Linked DNA regions of Anser cygnoides: regions 2 and 3 are each linked to region 1. Evidence: chromatin contacts called from public Hi-C data. All regions are on one chromosome and are shown on one strand. The core of a region is the stretch at or near the end of the contact, and the rest is flanking DNA. Distances in the headings are between cores, read along the strand shown.

What was found. Hi-C and Micro-C count contacts between places; a contact is called where the count stands out from the background.
Region 2: a Hi-C map of liver shows a contact between it and region 1, with 10 times the contacts expected there. The contact joins the promoter of LOC106032508 here to the enhancer-like site in region 1. A contact is called at or near these places in 3 of 7 Hi-C or Micro-C datasets (granulosa cells and liver).
Region 3: a Hi-C map of granulosa cells shows a contact between it and region 1, with 1.6 times the contacts expected there. The contact joins two enhancer-like sites.

The regions. Positions count from the first base shown.
Region 1 is chr3:61,711,821-61,714,969 of Taihu_goose_T2T_genome, reverse strand. No RefSeq gene overlaps it. Among named protein-coding and RNA genes, the nearest start is that of SLC2A12, 180 kb to the left of the region's middle. Within about 2 kb of position 1,344, at least 2 of the 3 cell types and tissues checked have open chromatin away from gene starts, as enhancers often do.
Region 2 is chr3:61,853,749-61,857,388 of Taihu_goose_T2T_genome, reverse strand. LOC106032508 (serine/threonine-protein kinase Sgk1) reads right to left here and starts at 2,327. Exons shown (of 12, transcript XM_066994255.1): 1 at 2,149-2,327; 2 at 676-751; 3 at 163-238. The coding sequence starts at 2,182.
Region 3 is chr3:61,498,852-61,502,114 of Taihu_goose_T2T_genome, reverse strand. No RefSeq gene overlaps it. Among named protein-coding and RNA genes, the nearest start is that of ALDH8A1, 38 kb to the right of the region's middle. Within about 2 kb of position 1,909, at least 1 of the 3 cell types and tissues checked has open chromatin away from gene starts, as enhancers often do.

The DNA of each region.
Region 1 (3,149 bases), core at 95-2,594:
TGTCTGTAATAAGTGAGGATGCTGACACATACAAAAACAAACAAAACCAACAAACTGGATGGGCACTCCTGTTCTGGTGAACAGTACAACTCATTCTCTCTCTCCCTTTCCTGAAAAAGGAGGAGAATTTCTGGACTGGGTGGGAAAAGTTTCTTCACTCTCCTGCGAAGAATTGAGACAGCTGAACTTTGTCTCCCCTCCATGTGCTTATTGAACTTAATTCCTAGTCATGGCTGAGGTTAGTACAGGTGAGCCCCGGAGGCAGCATAACATGAAACAATAAAACAAGTCCAACCACTGAACACATTTGTGCCATGACCCAGATTTCATCAATGCATGGAAAATCCCCAAGTTGAACTAGGAAAATATTCCTCAGATTCATTAGAAAATTAGAAGCAAACAGAGGCTTGAACTCAGCATTGCAAATACACTTACACCTTATTTGTTCCAAGAACTATGGAGCACAGTGCATTGGAGATTACTACAAGTTTGCCTGATGGATGCATTATTACTTTTATGTGGCACACCACAGCAGGAAATCTTTACTGTGATTTTGACCAAGATTCCTGTTACAGAACTGATGTTTCCATGACTGGAAGACTTTCAAATAATAGGGACTTTTTTTTCAATGTCAAATAAAAATGTAGAAAAACAAACAGATTTTAGAAACTGCAGCTTCATTTTTCTTTTCTCTTTTCTTTCTTTCTTTTCTTTTCTTTTCTTTTCGTTTCTTTTCTTTTCTTTTCTTTTCTTTTCTTTTCTTTTCTTTTCCTTTCCTTTCCTTTCCTTTCCTTTCCTTTCCTTTCCTTTCCTTTCCTTTCCTTTCCTTTCCTTTCCTTTCCTTTCCTTTCCTTTCCTTTCCTTTCCTTTCCTTTCCTTTCCTTTCCTTTCCTTTCCTTTCCTTTCCTTTCCTTTCCTTTCCTTTCCTTTCCTTTCCTTTCCTTTTTTTCCTTTTCTTTTCTTTTCTTTCTTTTCTTTTCCCTTCCCTTTTCTTTTCTTTTCTTTCTTTTCTTTTCTTTTCTTTTCTTTTCTTTTCTTTTCTTTCTTTTTCCCTTCACTTCCCTTCCCTTCCCTTCCCTTCCCTTCCCTTCCCTTTTCTTTCCTCGTATAATGAAATGTTATGACTGTAAGTGGTAGCCACAGGATAAAAGTAGCATTGTAGGAAGTAGGAAAGAAGAGAAGTTACAGTATTGGAACAATTGCAGTGACAGGCTGACCAAAAGCTCATCTGATCTGAGGGATGTGCTAAAAAAACTCCCAAGCAATGTCTTTGGCCTTGGCTGTTCTTTTTGATAACCGTATTTCTGGGCCTGCATACCAATAACAGAAACTGACTAAAAATAGCATAGTATAAAGGAGTGAGAGCAGTGAAGAACTTGCAGGGGTGGGCAGAGATAAGCTGTTGGAAAGACAAAATGGAGAACAAGAGCTAATTAGTCTGACTGGCCCTGCAGCTGCCAGCCTTGACCAGCTGATTGCCCCAAAGAGCCTGCAGAGCCTTGTCAGGGTGCCAGCAGGATCAATGAACTTGCGTGCACTCCTCAGTGACCAGGCCTGCACCCCGATGGACTTTTTCTTTAACCACTGAGAGTCTGGATTGTTATACCTTTTTTTTTTTTTTTACGGTGAGGTGCTTTATGACAGTGTTGCACTTTGGTTCGCTGCTGATAGGAAAGCTTTGAGTCCACAGGTTTGTATAACAAAGCAAACTGGCCAAAGGTCAGGGCTGGCAACATGGGAGCAATGCCAGCTGTTGGCAGTCCAAGTATTATCCGTAGTCACATCCTGATGTAAAAAATATTCAACTTCTGTAAATGTGAACCTTGCCAACTGTGCTAGTGGCCACTTTCTGAGCGGTCACCTTTCTGAGAGGTGATTTTTCCTGTGAGGGGAGACCTGAGGAGGGAGACAACCACTGAGCTCTCTGGGAGCCAAAGGGAACTCAGCCACATCCCCTTGATAACAGTTGTGTAACTGTCATTATTTAAGGTGTTGTCAACAGTATGTTCTGCATTGCGAGGGCAAAAAGGGAAACAGAAAGATATATTAAGCCTGTCTGATATGGTGACTGTACTGAAAAAGCAAAGAGCATCTCGTGTTGTCTAGAGTTAGATGCCTAGGGTAGGATTTGTCTTGTCTAGCTTTATATGTCTGTCAAGTCAGTCATCTCTATCTGAGCTAGACAACTTTGGCTGTCTGCATAGTCAGTTGAGGAGAACAGGAGCTTCCAGAGGGCAAATCACTGTCTTATTTTAGACACCCATAGCAGTCAAAATGAGGACCCAGCATCTACACTGTAAACATTCAAGGTTTTCACTATATATTGCTTCCAGTCTGGTCCCAGGGAGAGGACATCCACCAGCCACCAGAGCACATCTTCAGGAGTCTTGGGATTCATGCAACCCAATATGGTTTGCAGTATGAGAGCATGCAGTCTGTGGAGGTGACTGTGAGATCCATTTCCAAAGCATACTCCTGATCTAGGCAGAGGTGCAAATGTACACACAGGTAATCTCTTTATAGAAGAGATGGCTTTGGATAGGCATGGAGTAAAGTTCATTGCCTGGGAGTATATTCTCACTTGGTCCTTATCTACCACAGTCAAGTGTGGGTGATCTGCTTGGTTTGTATTTGCATTGAGGAAATATTTCTTATAGTAGCAAATATTCATTAAGAAGCAATGTTTTGAAGACAAGAATGGTCTTTGAGGAAAGGAGATTTCTAACTTTGCATTCAGAAGATTCCTCTTCTATGCACACAGAGACAACCTTATTTGACACCTATGACATCCATTTTTTAGTCAGTGTTATTACTGTTATAAATTAATACTAGTACTATTTACATTTTGCTTATGGCAGGTGTGGTCTGAACAGGAGGATGGGAAGTGGGGAGTGGAGTACACAGGTTAATCCTTGACTTATTTTCATTTATCTACTACTATGATCAAATATTTTGACAGTATTCTAGGTGCACTAAATGTTCCACAATTGCAAAGATTGCTGATCATATAGCTGCACAGAGAGACTGATACAACAGGGCAGAAGGAAGAGCAACATCAAACATGGTGGTAGAAACGTGAATAAGTGCATCTTTGAAAGCTGGTTTTACACACACACTTTTTCTGAGTTGTTTTATACTCCCTACAAATA
Region 2 (3,640 bases), core at 1,078-3,577, 140 kb before region 1:
CTCCACTTTGGGAAAATGTTTCAGTCTAACTTGATTACTCTCTTTCCCAGCTACATCAATGCTATAAACTGAAGTTACACTCGTGATGCTAATTTTGCTACGCTTCTATTGCCGGCTCAGTTATGTTCTAAAAATGCTTCAGAGAACATTAAATCTGCTTACCGGAGGAGAAGGATTAGCATTCATAAGTTCAGGCTCTTGAGGCTGGGAGATTTTCAGAATAGACTGAACTTCAGGGCTGCAAGGAGAAGAGCACGCATAATCAGTCACCGTAAGCGTAAGGCACATCTTTCCGCCAGAGGGCAAGCAAGTACCGCGCTGGCAAAAGATCAGTTTTGGGTTGGGCTGTTACAGAAAGCAACTGATACAACCTATTCGGCTTGAGAAATAAAATCCATCTAGAGAACGTAAAATCAGCCGCACAAAGAAATGTATTTATGCCGTAAGTACAGATCAAAACAGGGACGGGGCTCTAGAAATCCCATCCGACTCATCTCGCCCAAACCCAGCTCATGAAGAACTGATGCAAGGTGAGTAATAATACTGCAAGAAGAGCAATTAACTCTTCAGTAACAGTCATGCCAGAGGCATTAGAGTAAACAATTTTTTTTCCTAGGTCTCACAAAACGTAATGGTATTTATTACTGAAACCCAGCCGAAATGTCTGATACTTACTGCTTGCATGCATAGGAGTTGGTGGCTATCTTCTGAATGAAGTCATTCAGCCCCATTCTTCTCTGCTTCATGAAAGCTACAAAATAAAAGGACAGGAGCGTTAAAAATTTTAAAAATAATAATAAAAAAAAAAGATCGTGAATCTATTTGCCTGTCCTGTAAAAAAAAAAAAAAAATCACACCACCCAGCAGCATCCCCGCTGCCCGCCTCACCGATGAGGATGGCCACCATGCCCCTCATCTTGGCGTAGGTCAGGGTGGGACCCGACGCCTCGGCTGCCTTCACTGTCATCGCACTGGGCTTGGGGGAGGAAAAAGAAGCCGGCACAAGGAGCCGACTGCGACCAGCACCGCACTGCTCCGGAGCGGCCCCCGACGGCGCTTAAGTGGCGGCGGAGCGGGGCGGGACCGGGGCGGGGCGGCGCCGTTCGTCCCCCCCCCCCCGACGGCCCCGGGGCCGTCGGGGGGGGGGGACGAAGGGCGCCGCCCCGCTGCCGGCCCCGGGAGACTGATTCCTACCCCCCCCCGCTCCCCGCTCCGGAGAACAAGATTTCCTGCCCGGTTTGCACTAAAACAAACAAATGTCCCTTCTGTGCGCTGCCCTGATCCCGGCCGGGCCGTTACCGAAAGGGAAAAGGAAAACAAACAAAAGCGAACAAAAAAAAAATATATAATAATAATAATAATATAATAATAATTCTTTTTTTAATGCCAAAAAGGGGAAAACGTAAGGGAAAATAAATAAATAAGTCCCGGTTCCCTGAACTTGGAGGCGGGGGGAGGAAAGGGCTGAGAGGTGTGCTGCTGGAAGTGGTGGGGAGATGACAAGTGCAGCACTGCAAACATCAAAAGGGAAAAAAGGAAAAAAAGGAAAAATAAAAGGGGGGTGGGTGGGAAGGAATTGCCCCTTTTGCTTCCCCTGTTCATTACCACTCGGGAACACGGTGTGTGGGGCACCGCTGCCGTGCCCCCCCCGTATCCCCCGGCCCCAATACCAGCCGGCCGCTGGGCGGCATCCCTTGGCAGCCGGCCGCACCTCGAGGGGTGACAGCAGCAGGGACTCCCAGCGAGGTGGGCGCAGGTCTCCAAAAGCGCCTTACACCGAGGGAAGAAGGAGGGAAAGGGGTCGGGGTCCCGCCGGGAGATGGGGGGGGGGGGGGATCCCTGACGTCCCAGTGCGGGCGCAGCGGCGCCGGGGAGGGCAGGGGCGAGGGGAGCGCCTGTTGGGGCTCTGCCTGCTCCCACTTGTCGCCTTCCTCACTCCCGTCGCCAAAACTGCCACTATTAGCGGCGGCAGAAATTAAAGAGAAAAAGAAAAAAAAGAAAAGAAGAAAAGAAATGGGCAAGAAAAAGAAACCCCAGGCTCTGCCACAGCCCCCGGTGCCCCGCACAACCTGCCGCGGGTCGCGGCGCCCCCTCACGCCCCCTCCTCTCCCCCCGGGTGCCCCCCGGTGCCCCCCGGCGCCCCGTCACCTTTCAGCGACGACTTCTCCTCCTTGCCCCTCATCTCCGCCGCGGGGCCGTGCTCTGCGCTCAGCAGCCGGGGGCGGGCTGAGGCCGGCCAAGTGCCCGGCCCGGGGGCAGGGGGAGGCGGCGGGGGGCGGAGGGGCCGGGCGCCGCTGCCGCTGCCCCGCTTACGAGCGCGGTGCCGAGGGCGCTTCGGGAGCGTTATAAACGCGGGCACGGGCCGCCCCGCACACTCTGCCCCGTTGCAACATCGCCCTCAAAATTACTGTCATCAGCGGCAGCCGCGCACACCCCGCCGCGGGGGGGCCGGCCCTGCCCTCCGCCACCCGCCCCGGCCCCACGGCGGCGCCAGGAGGCGCTGCCCGCACCCGCTGCGAGCCGCCGCGCACCGGGACCCCCCCGCGGGTCCCCCCCCCCCCTTCCCCGGCCGGGCCCCGAGCCAAGGCGGGCGGAGGAGGCGGCCCCGGGTCCGCTCCCGCCCCCGGGCGCCGAGCCGCGGCTGCCGGCAGCGCTTCCCCGCCGGCCGGATAGCGCCGGGCCGGGCACGGCCCCCAGCGCCTTCCGCCGGCAGCGCCCCGGCGGCGCCCCCCCGGCCGCGGGGCTCCGCCGCGCCCCCCCCGGCCGCCGCCCGGCTCAGGACACCGCTGTCCGTCCGTCCGTCCGTCCGTCCATCCGTCCGTCCGTCGGTTCGCCCCCCCACGCACGCGTCCGCTTCCGCACCGTGTACGGGAGCAGTGGCTCGGTACGGTGGGAGGCCGTCAGCTCCCAAACCCGGGTCTCCGGAGCCCGGGATGCGCTTAACAAGCCCCTAAATTGCGTTTTAAAGCTTTTCCCGGCGGTGGCGGCTGCAAAGCCGGTTGGAACGGAAGACGCAGCTCAAGCAAGGGAAAGGTGGCCAAGAGGCATCCCGTTACTCAAGGGCCGGCTCTTCTGGAAAAGGGTCGGGCATTGTGCAAATGTCGCCAGACCGCAAGGGCTTGCATCGAGAGTTTGTGTAGTCGCTGATAAGTAAAGACAAGAGAAGAGCCAAAATAATTACAGTGATGTTTCCCGCTCCCGTTACGTTTCTCCCTGAGATTAAAATTCTGGCAAATTGTCCTGAGCTTCTAAAGTTTTCAAAGAAAAAATTAATTATGCTTTTTCAAAGAAAAATGAATAAAGTAAAAGGTGGACATGCAAAATGAAAAAGTAAACGGAGACTCCACACCAGGAGCACGAACAGTCGCAGAACAACTTGCTGCAGGATGTGCGCACACCGAAGTGTGGGTGGGTTGGGTAATGGCTGGGTGAATGAATGGCAAAAAAAATACTTGAGGGCAGTGGAGTACAAAGGCAGTGTGCCTGACCCAGAATGTTCCTGAACCACGAACTCCCGGGAGCCAGGGGTGTTTTGGGGGCGAATCACTGAACAGTTGACTATTCCTGCTGTCTGCCTTAGAGGGGACTGTTAGCTGTTGCTGGTAACCCCATATGCTGGGCTACACAGACCTGGGGCTCA
Region 3 (3,263 bases), core at 660-3,159, 210 kb after region 1:
TTTGGAAATGTGGCTCCACTCCCAACCTATTTAGTGTCAGAAAGAACACCCTAAAGTACACCCATGGGACCAGTGGGAGCCAGAGCATCTGAGAGAAGAGTGTATCCCATGCTGCCTCCTGGGTATGTTACCTACTGACTTGAAGTTTTTACATCAAGACTGGACTGCCAAGAGAGTACTGTGGGGTATCTTCCAGATCTGTATATGCAGAGCTATAATTTGCAGTAAAAAGGAAATTAAAATAAAATAAAATAAAATAAAATAAAATAAAATAAAATAAATAAAATAAAATAAAATAAAATAAAATAAAATAAAATAAAATAAAAAAAATAAAATAAAATAAAATAAAATAAAATAAAATAAAATAAAAATGTGTATATTGGAAATGATGCCAGCTATCAAAAATATAAGTAATTTTTTCCATTGACCACTAATGGACAGTATAAAGATTTAGTGTCAATGAAGAAAAGCTACCCCCTCATCCCACAAATACTTGGATGTATTTTGACCTTATTAAGTAGGCAGTTCTTAGCTCTGACTTTAGTAGAAACCAATGTTTAAAGTTAAATTCATCCATAAGCATATGTAGTGTCATAGACTGTCACCTTAGTTTTTCTCATCACAGTTCATGAAATAGTCAGAGAATTGTATTTAAGACTGTACTACACTATGGCCAATCTATCTTGCTGGTAACTCCTGCATCTCAGGATACATAATTGCCACAAACTCTTCCTTAAGATTTGCTTGTCTGACCCCTCCATTACTCTAGTCATCTGCTTTGTTTTTTGGTCAGGATTTAACTCATTTAATGGAAAGGACTTTGTTTTTCTTTATGTTCACATCCATCATGCTCGCTTTACTGAATTCCATACGGGTGTTATTTATGATATGCACAATTTTTGGAAACACACAAGTAATACTCTCACTAAGGATAGCAATTACCAACTCCAAAGGCAAGAAAATTATGTTCATTCCGTTATCTAGCTTCACCACCAGAAATCTCATTCATGAAATCTGTTCTAATACACAGCCAAATAAGCAATCTTATTACCTCATAATGAGAGCTGATTTTCCCTCATCTAAATCTCCATTATTTCTGTCATCTCATTTTATGTCATTTCCTTCTTACAGATGCTTTTATGTTAAATTTCCCCAAGCAGACAAGAGGATATTATGCTTGTTTGTTATCCATTGCAAAACCTCTTATGTGAACCCAGAACAAATTGAAATAAGTGTAGAAAGTCTAGAAGAAAGTTCTGGATATTCATGCACCCAAACTATATATATTTTACATTGTAGGTGCTTCCTAAATGAAACTATAGTCCTTCTTCTCAGAAACAACCTCAATTGCAAAGGTGAGGATTAGCAAGCTAAGTTGAAGGCTCAGAAAGACATTTTATTTGAAATGTTATTATTGATCACAATATTGGTGGAAAAAATAAATCCAGAAAGGCACTACAGGATCTTATCAGCTGAACCACATTCCAAAGCTCAGATGAAACAGCAGCCTCCTAGAATTCCCTCCTACTCACAAGTAGATATTTCTTTCCCTAACAAATGCACACACAACAAGGAGTTGCATCACATTTGCCTAACCAAGGTAAAGGTCCTAAAATATGTTTCCAGTCAGAAACCTGTTAAAGATGGAAAGATTAAACTAAACCTGGATGAAGTGCAACTTGCATTTGTCAAGTGCACGTCAGGCTAGACTAACCCAAACATTTTTATCTGATTGTCTGGATGACCCTGCACTGAACAGGGCTTTGGACTAGACGGTCTTCAGAGGTTCTTTCCTACCCCAGCAACTCCGTGATTACGTATAAAAGTATCAGATTTAATTTAGAAAAGTATGTGATACAGTACTACCCAAGAGATTAGTGTTTCAGCTGGAGAAGAGAAGAAAAACTACATTGATAAGGAGCTGGTATGTGCCAAAAGCCAGCACAGACCAGACATGTTGAGTCAGAGGAGAGTTTCTAATTCAGTCTCTGATCTTTGATAAATCTTTCCTTATTATTTTTTTTCACTGACCTTGATACCAAATAGAAATTTACTGCTGACAAAGCTGGGAGACAGTGTTAATGAAGTAGAGGCCAAGAATATCATCACAGAGAGGTTCTGTGATGACCAGAGAAGTAAGTTGGGTAAGTAATAGAACAAATATAAACAAATTATTTAAATACTTGCAGATTTGCTGTCACAGAGGGGAAACAATATCTGAGAACAACTGACAAAATTGAAGTCCTAGATGTTTCAGCTAATCACAGGATGACCATAAAAAGCTTATGTGTTAGCAAAGAATAAAGGGCCTTGAATAAATTCAATCTGGAAAACAAAAGGTATCTAACCAGCAAATCAGTGAAGTCTTAGAAAGTTCAAATAACTCTGGATAAACTGGGGAGAAGAAATCCAGCTAGGTTTAAGATGAAGGTTGAACAAACTGAAAAAGATGACATGGTGGTAGCAAAGGACAGAAAGCAGCAGCTTGAACTGAAAATACTGATATTGATCTCTTCACCTGCTGTTCATTTTTAGTCATTTTCCACCACCAGTAATGATACAATTTAATTTAATTAAACTCAGACATCCACAGACTGTGTGATGGTGAGGCTTGCTGAAGAACATCTAGAGCCATTTCTTCATTTGCACATCTAAATTTTTTTAAAAAACAGAGCTGCTTCCTTTGCAATAGTCAATAATATTCAGAAGGACTATAGCAGTACAATTTCAGTGATTTGAATCAGCTTGGTACTGCCCCGCACCCCTCCAAATCAGCTCCTGTGTATCTCATTTTCAGCACCCAAAGGGAATGTATGCACTTAAAAGCATGGTCATTATCTGTCCTTAAATTAAAGAATAACTATAATCACCACATGATGCTGAAGAACAAGCAAGCATGCATGACTCAGACAAGTTCACCTGTGTGTTTAAAGACTCAAAAGAGAAGGGGGTTTGTGCTAACAGGTTAGAAGAACAGTATGAAGAACATCCTGAGGGCAAATGATCTAAGAATTGTGTCATGACATGTATTTTAGAAAGAAAAAAAAAAAAAAGATTTACTGCCATGGCGAGCTAAGTGATCATTTAGACAATATTGCAGACAAAGGAACTTGTTCCTTGCTGAGTTCTTAATGACTTGAAAACAAAACAGTCTCCACCTAGACACCAGAAGTGTTTGACCCCAAAACCCAGGGTTCACTGTGTTCTGCTCGCGCTGCTCTTCTGGTTCACAGCAGTAGTACAGTGAAGAAGTGAAGCCCCTG